2 separate regions of the Sus scrofa genome follow, and region 1 is linked to region 2. A link is a contact called in public HiChIP or PLAC-seq data. All regions are on one chromosome and are shown on one strand. Each heading gives the region's core, a stretch centred on a gene start, on an enhancer-like site or on the middle of the called end of the contact. The rest is flanking DNA. Distances are from core to core; before and after follow the strand shown.

Region 1 (3,189 bases), core at 352-2,851, 240 kb after region 2:
CAGATAAAACCAAATTGAGGGGCATTCTACAAAGAAACTGGACTGGACTCTACAAAGCTTTCACTGGGGAAAAGAAACTGGTTGGGGATTAGTGTTTTATTGCTGATAATTACTTAGAGACAACCCCTCCTCCAAAAAAAAAAAAAAAAAAAAAGCCTGCCTAATGTAGGAATTGATGGATTCGTTGGATCATGGAGAGGTGTAGAGAGCCAAATCTTTCAGAGCTTAGTGGAGGGAAAAGTGTTTTTCAAGTTGTATTGATGTAAGTTCTAGGAGGGTGTGCTTAGGGAATTCTCCCTACTTCACATCAGTTGAGATGGTATAATAACTGTGGATGAAACTGTATCCTCCCAAGAGTGAAGTGATTACCATCTGAGGAAGAATTCATAAGGAACAAGACAAGAAGTACTTGCTCTGGCCAGGTAGTAGTAGGTCAGTTCACTGAATGAACGATATGAATGAATGAGTGGACAAGGGAGGACTTTAGGGGACACCTGACCGTGGTGGTTGGAATGGGGCATGATGGCATGACATTACCTTCATAAGGAACCTAGACTGCTCAAGGAAAGGTTACTAAATACCGATCTGGTTCCTGGTTCATGCAGGCTCGGAAGGCACTGTCAGTGTACAGGAGCCTACAGTTTTGCAGATAAGCTGTGTGCAATCAGAGGACTTGGAACCCATTCCAGCTCCAAAACTGAATAGCCTGGGGACCCAGGACAGAGTGAAGGCCTGCCTTATTGATTTTTCAGGGCTGCTGTAGGATGAAGCATGGGTAAGAGGTGAGGATTATGTCAAATAGCATTTCTACCCTTTAGCACACACTTTCAACCCTTTGTCAGAGTTACACCAAAGCCAGTGATCCGTGTAGCATTATTTGGTGAGTGTGGGTTCCAGGTTTCCCCTGCCCTGCCAATAGGGAGTGAAGCACAGGGAAGATCCCCGAGTTTCAAATGTGGTTAAGAGAAAAGGCAAGTGCATGAGCCCTCCTGCAAACTGAGTGGTGATGAGCAGACCATCATCAGAGCATTGAGTCACTCAGCATTGAAAATGTCCTCAGGGAACCTGTTTTTTAGTAAGCAAAGTCGCACCGATTTGAACGGTTCTGGAGCAATCTGTTTCATTCAGAAGCCTCTCATGCTGCCTTCTGCTCTCAGTTTCTTGTTTTGTCTTATGTTGCTTAAGTGATGTTTAATTTCTTGAACATTCATTAGAAGTTGAAAAAAAAAATTGCTTTGTTTTTACCGAAGAGTAATTTTTCTGTGACCCTAGGAGACCATAATTCAGAATGGTGTAAATACAAGACCTCGTCACAGCTTTGTAGTGCCCATTGAGAAAGCGTTTGTGTGAATTCCCCCCAAATAACTCTGCTTTCAAAATGAACCCTCAAAAGCCTACCGATGGGGAGGTTACAGCTCCAGATATGATGGCGTGAGCGCACTCTATCTTCCTACCCTCGCACTGGATGCCACCCAGACAGAACACAGGCACAGTGTCTGGAGCTGCTCTTTGAAGATACTGGGAAATGGTAACAGACAGAGTGGGGAAGGAAGCTAAAATGAGAAATGAGAAGTATGAACAATCCAGCTGGGAGTTTCCTGTTTTTGCTGCTCTGTTGCTCCTGCTGTTTCTTCTTCCTCCCGCCTCCCTCTCCCTCCTCCCCCTCCTCATCCCTTGTCCCTCTCCCTTCGGCTCTTCCTCCCCCTCCCCTCCCCTCCTCCTTCCCAGGGCTCCTTCCCCTTCTTCCCTCCTCTCTTCTCCTCCCCCACCTCCACCCTCCTCCTTCCCCTCCTCCCTCCTTCCTCCTCCCATTTCTTACTCTCGTCCTCTTTCCTCCCCTCTCTCCTGCCCATACTCAAAGGTCACCCAAATCTCAGAACTATAGAACTCCAAGAGAATCCCTCTCTTTCTAGCCCCACGAGCAGGAGCACACGTTCCCTTGGGACAGACTAGGAGAACTCCTACCAATTTCCATTCAACCCATGTTAACATGTAGTGTGCATATTCTAGACTTTTTCTGTGCTTTATTATGTTTTTGGTCTTTTTAGGGCCACACCCTGTGGCATATGGAAATTCCCAGGCTAAGGTTCGAATCAGAGCTGCAGCTGCTGGCCTACACCTCTGCTCATGGCAGCACCGGATTCTTAACCCATTAAGCGAGGCCAGGGATCCAACCTCCTGGATACTAGTCAGATTTGTTTCTGCTAAGCCACGACGGGAACTCCTGTGCGTGTTTTTTTAAGTAGCTATGATTATACCAAACATTTTGTTTTGTTTTTTCCTCTTAGTAGAAGATATTTATAATATAAATTTACTACATAGCATTGTTTGTTTATTTTTTTTAATAATTTATTAAGCAATTATAGTGTAGTTCAGTGCCTTTGAATCACCTCAGATTCTGGTTCAGTGGGTCTTGAGAGGGTACAGGCACACTTTGTTTTATTGAGCTTCACTTTGTGACCCTTCACAAATACTGCATTTTTTAGAAATTGAAGGTTCATGCTGACTCTGGGTTGAACAAATCTATCAGTAGCAGTTTTCTCCATCACTTGCTCACTTCATATCTGTGTCACATTTTGGTAATTCTCATCATTTTTAAAATTTTCCTATTATTCTATTTATTGTGTAATCTTGTGGTATTTAACCTTCGTTTCTTTTTCTTTTTCTTTTAGGGCTGCACCCCTGGCTTCTGGAGGTTCCCAGGCTAAGGGTCCAATCAGAGCTGTAGCTGCTGGCCTGCACCACAGCCACAGCAACTCTGGATCTGAGCCATGTCTGTGACCTACACCACAGCTCACGGCAATGCCAGATCTTTAACCCCCCCGAGCAAGGCCAAGGATCAAACTGCGTCCTCATGAATACTAGTCGGGTTTGTTAACCACTGAGCCATGATGGGAACTCCAAGCAATAAAGTACTTTAATAAAGTCATGTACACTTTTTTTACACTTAATAGACTACAGTGTAGTGTAACGACGTTTATATGAAATGCACTGGGAAGCCAGAAATTTTGTGTGACTGACTTTATTGGGATAATCACTTTACTGCAGTGGTTGGGAACGTACCTGTAATAGCCAAGGCATGCCTGTAATCACAGCCATCTCCTGGTGTTGCTAATACTTCCCTGGCCCAGGTTCTGAATAGCACGGGAATAGTTATTTAACAGTTCCCATGTGGGTTTCCACTTTGTC
Region 2 (3,425 bases), core at 199-2,698:
TGTTCACCATGTTCTCTTAAAGTCTTAACTATTAAAATGGACATGACATTTCTCTGGGGCAGGGAACATAGGCTGCCTGGGAATTGGTAAAGTGACCTTATAAAGCTGTGATTCTTAATGTTTTAATTTTTTAGAGTTTACTTTTCCCTCCACTAAGGGCAAAGGAATTTGTTTATAAAACAGACAATTTATTAGCTGGTTGTTGCTGTTGAATTTTTTTTTTTTTTTTTTTTTTTTACTTTTGGTTAGTAATTTGATCCTTGGGCAACAAGAGATAACTAGTGTTTACTGTTGGACTTGATAAAATCCTCCCCCCTCCTTTTATGGCCACATCTGTGGCATATGGAAGGTCCCAGGCTGGGGGTCAGATCAGAGCTGCAGTTGAGGCCTGAGCTGCAGGTGACGCCCATGCCACAGCCACACTGGATCCTAGCTGCATCTGTAACCTATGCTGCAGCTCGAGGAAACACCGGATCTTAACCCACTGAGTGAGGCTAGGGATCAAACCCACACCCTCACGGAGAAGATGTCAGGTCTTTAACTTCTTGAGCCATAATAGGAACTCCTGGACTTGATAAAATTCTTGTCAGAGGCAGGCTGTTTTATCATTTAGATTGTGCGGAAAGATAGTGGGCAGAAGCAATTTCTTTTACCTTTTTTTGAAATAGCAGAGAATTAAAGGGCCCACTATATGATGTGATTAGAACCTTAATAGGGGACTGTAGTTATAGTGCAGTAGCACATAAACCTTGAATGTATCTCTCATATTACTCACGAAGTCTTAATTCTTACTTTGGAGTTGAATTTCATATGTGATATGGGGTATTAGCTATACTTATAAGGGTCCAGATTATGCTGATATTTTTCAGTATTATGAAAAAATATATAAATTCAGAATAGTTGAGGCCCACAAGGAATAACGGTGGCAAAATTAACCTGAGGCTTAATAGCAGATTTAGTAGAAAAGGGTTTCTGTTCTGCTCTGTGATTTTTATGAAATTGAGCTCTAGTCCTTTACTGCCCTTGCTGTTGAGGAACCAAGAATCTGAGCTGTTTCTCATGAGACTTCTTTGGCAAGTGAGGAAGCCTGGTTCAAATAGTAAAGATTATGAAAACAATACCTTCCATTTTCCCCCAAACTTCCTCCTTGGAATGAGAAGCCAGGAAGCCTAGAAAAGTTTTCCGTTAGTTTTCATGGCATCTTTCCCTTGGAAGGTACATGGTTTGCAGGGCTTTGCCAGTACAAAACTGTTTTAATCAGTGTACCCAGGCATTCCTAGAAGGTCAGCAAAAGACCTTGCAAAAGGGCCATGGAGAAGATTAGTCACCATTGTTGTCATTGGGGCACACTAGGTGCCAGATGCCATCTGGAAGCCTTGTCACAGCAACCTCCTGCGTTGGGGATCACCCTAGCTTGTTTGGAGGGAACAGGAAGCCTCTGGGAGGTTCAGCCCAGGTTGCGTAATAGTGGCTGAGTCAGCGTTGCCTCCAGATCCATTGGCCTCTAAAGTGTACACTTTTAAGTACCATGTTTTGTTGCCTTCGAGCTAGGAAAAAACTTCCCCTCTCCAAAAATCTGTTTTCTTTCTCCTCTGTCACGTTGCCCCCATTCCCTGGCGTCCTTACCGTTCATCCCCCTACCCCACCAAACAAGCTTGCAGTCTACACCATTTATTACATCTGTGGGCGTCCCAGGCAGCACGTATAGCCCCCACGTCTTTGGAACAAAGAAATACCACCTCAGTACATTGTAGATTATTTCCCCTTTTATGTAGGGGAAAAGTATCGCAGGAACATAAACCTATTTGTGTGTGGGTTTTTTTTTTTTTTTTTTTTTTTTTTTGGTCTTTTTGCCTTTTCTTGAGCTGCTCCCCTCGGCATATGGAGGTTCCCAGGCTAGGAGTCTAATCAGAGCCATAGCCCCCAGCCTACACCAGAGCCACAGCAACGCAGGATCCGAGCCGCATCTGCAACCTACACCACAGCTCACAGCAACGCCAGATCCTTAACCCACTGAGCAAGGTCAGGGATCGAACCCACAACCTCATGGTTCCTGGTCGGATTCATTAACCTCTGAGCCACGACGGGAACTCCAGTACGTGGGGTTTTTTAAACCAACCTTTACTCTTAGTAAAGGTTTGGGAAAATGAGGCTAGGAATTATGAATGGGATAGAAGTAGGCTAGGAATTATGAATGGGATAGATGAATGGGAGCTCAGCTGGTGTGGGCTTGGAGTAAAGGAAGGGGATTTAGCCGGCTGGAAACCTTGAAGGAGACAGCAGGAGATCCTCAGGGTTCCTTTTGGCTCAAAAATAATGTTATTCTCCTCTTTCCTGCGTTTGTTCCTTCCTTTATTCTTTCATTCCTTTCTTCATTCAAGCGTTCAAGCACTCACCAAGCATCCTTGAGTCAGAGACCTTGAATAGCTCTTTTTGGTGCTATGTAAGAACAAAAGGGTTGAAAAATTTTATCTGTCTCCTTTAATGGGAGGGAAAGGATTTTGGAAGAAATAGAAATATGTATCTCTACCTGTTTAAAAATATTGCTCTTGTAGCCCTGAATGCTTTTTGCTCATAAAAATGGGATGTTTGATATATTACAGAAATATGATCTGGGCAAGAGCGTTTAAAAAATCATGAGGTTCACACCCCATCTGCTTTTTTTTTTTTCCTTTCCTACTGAACTAGACAAATGTTCCTAAACCCTTTCCCATACCTGAAGGGTGGCATATGAATAAAATCGGGAGGCAGAACACATAATCATTTCCTGAAAATAAACATTTAAGTATAAAATGTGATGCAATAAGAGATACAATGCTTTGTAAATTAGTATTTCTGGAAAGTCTTAAAATCCAGGTTTTGTTTGTTCGTTTGTTTTAAGGCCGCATCTGCAGCATCTGGAGGTTCCCAGGCTAGGGGTTGAATTGGAACTGCAGCTGCTGGCCTACACCACAGCCACAGCAATACCAGATCCAAGCCACATCTGTGACCTACACCGCAGCTTGTGGCACTCCTAGATCTTTAACTCACTGAGCAAGGCCAGGGATCAAACCTGCATCTTCATGGACTCTATGTCAGGTTCATAACCTGCTGAGCCACAACGAGAATGCCTAAAATCCAGAGAATGTTTGATTGAAGGGGGAAAAATATTTTTTTCTTCCATCTTTTTCCTGGTAAAGAAAGGAAGTTTTGAAGCATTTGAATTAAGTGTGTGTGTGTCTATTTTTTTTAAAAGCCCACTTTATGATGTAGTTAAAATAAGAATCTATAGTGCCTCTTGGGACAGTACATTTGTGAAGTGGGTTTGATATTAAGTAGCAGAGGCTGGGCCCTGTGACACATGGAGGACTCTGTGCCCCTTATAACGGGAGCAGAGGCTGCTAGAACTGGCTCCACATTGCCAGGTGGCAGCCCGGGGAGGTTAG

Evidence for each region. HiChIP or PLAC-seq counts read pairs in DNA pulled down with a chosen protein or histone mark.
Region 1: an H3K27ac HiChIP or PLAC-seq map of alveolar macrophages shows a contact between it and region 2. The contact joins two enhancer-like sites. A contact is called at or near these places in 1 of 47 Hi-C or Micro-C datasets (heart right ventricle) and 1 of 2 datasets of contacts at active chromatin or transcription factors (alveolar macrophages).

Annotation. Positions count from the first base shown.
Region 1 is chr14:99,156,988-99,160,176 of Sscrofa11.1, reverse strand. The region is part of intron 3 of SGMS1 (sphingomyelin synthase 1); the gene reads left to right. Among named protein-coding and RNA genes, the nearest start is that of ASAH2, 17 kb to the right of the region's middle. Within about 2 kb of position 1,601, at least 12 of the 83 cell types and tissues checked have an H3K27ac peak or open chromatin away from gene starts, as enhancers often do. A contact at or near this core is called in alveolar macrophages, where this site is marked.
Region 2 is chr14:99,399,079-99,402,503 of Sscrofa11.1, reverse strand. It overlaps a transcript of SGMS1 not described here. Among named protein-coding and RNA genes, the nearest start is that of MINPP1, 170 kb to the left of the region's middle. Within about 2 kb of position 1,448, at least 31 of the 83 cell types and tissues checked have an H3K27ac peak or open chromatin away from gene starts, as enhancers often do. A contact at or near this core is called in alveolar macrophages, where this site is marked.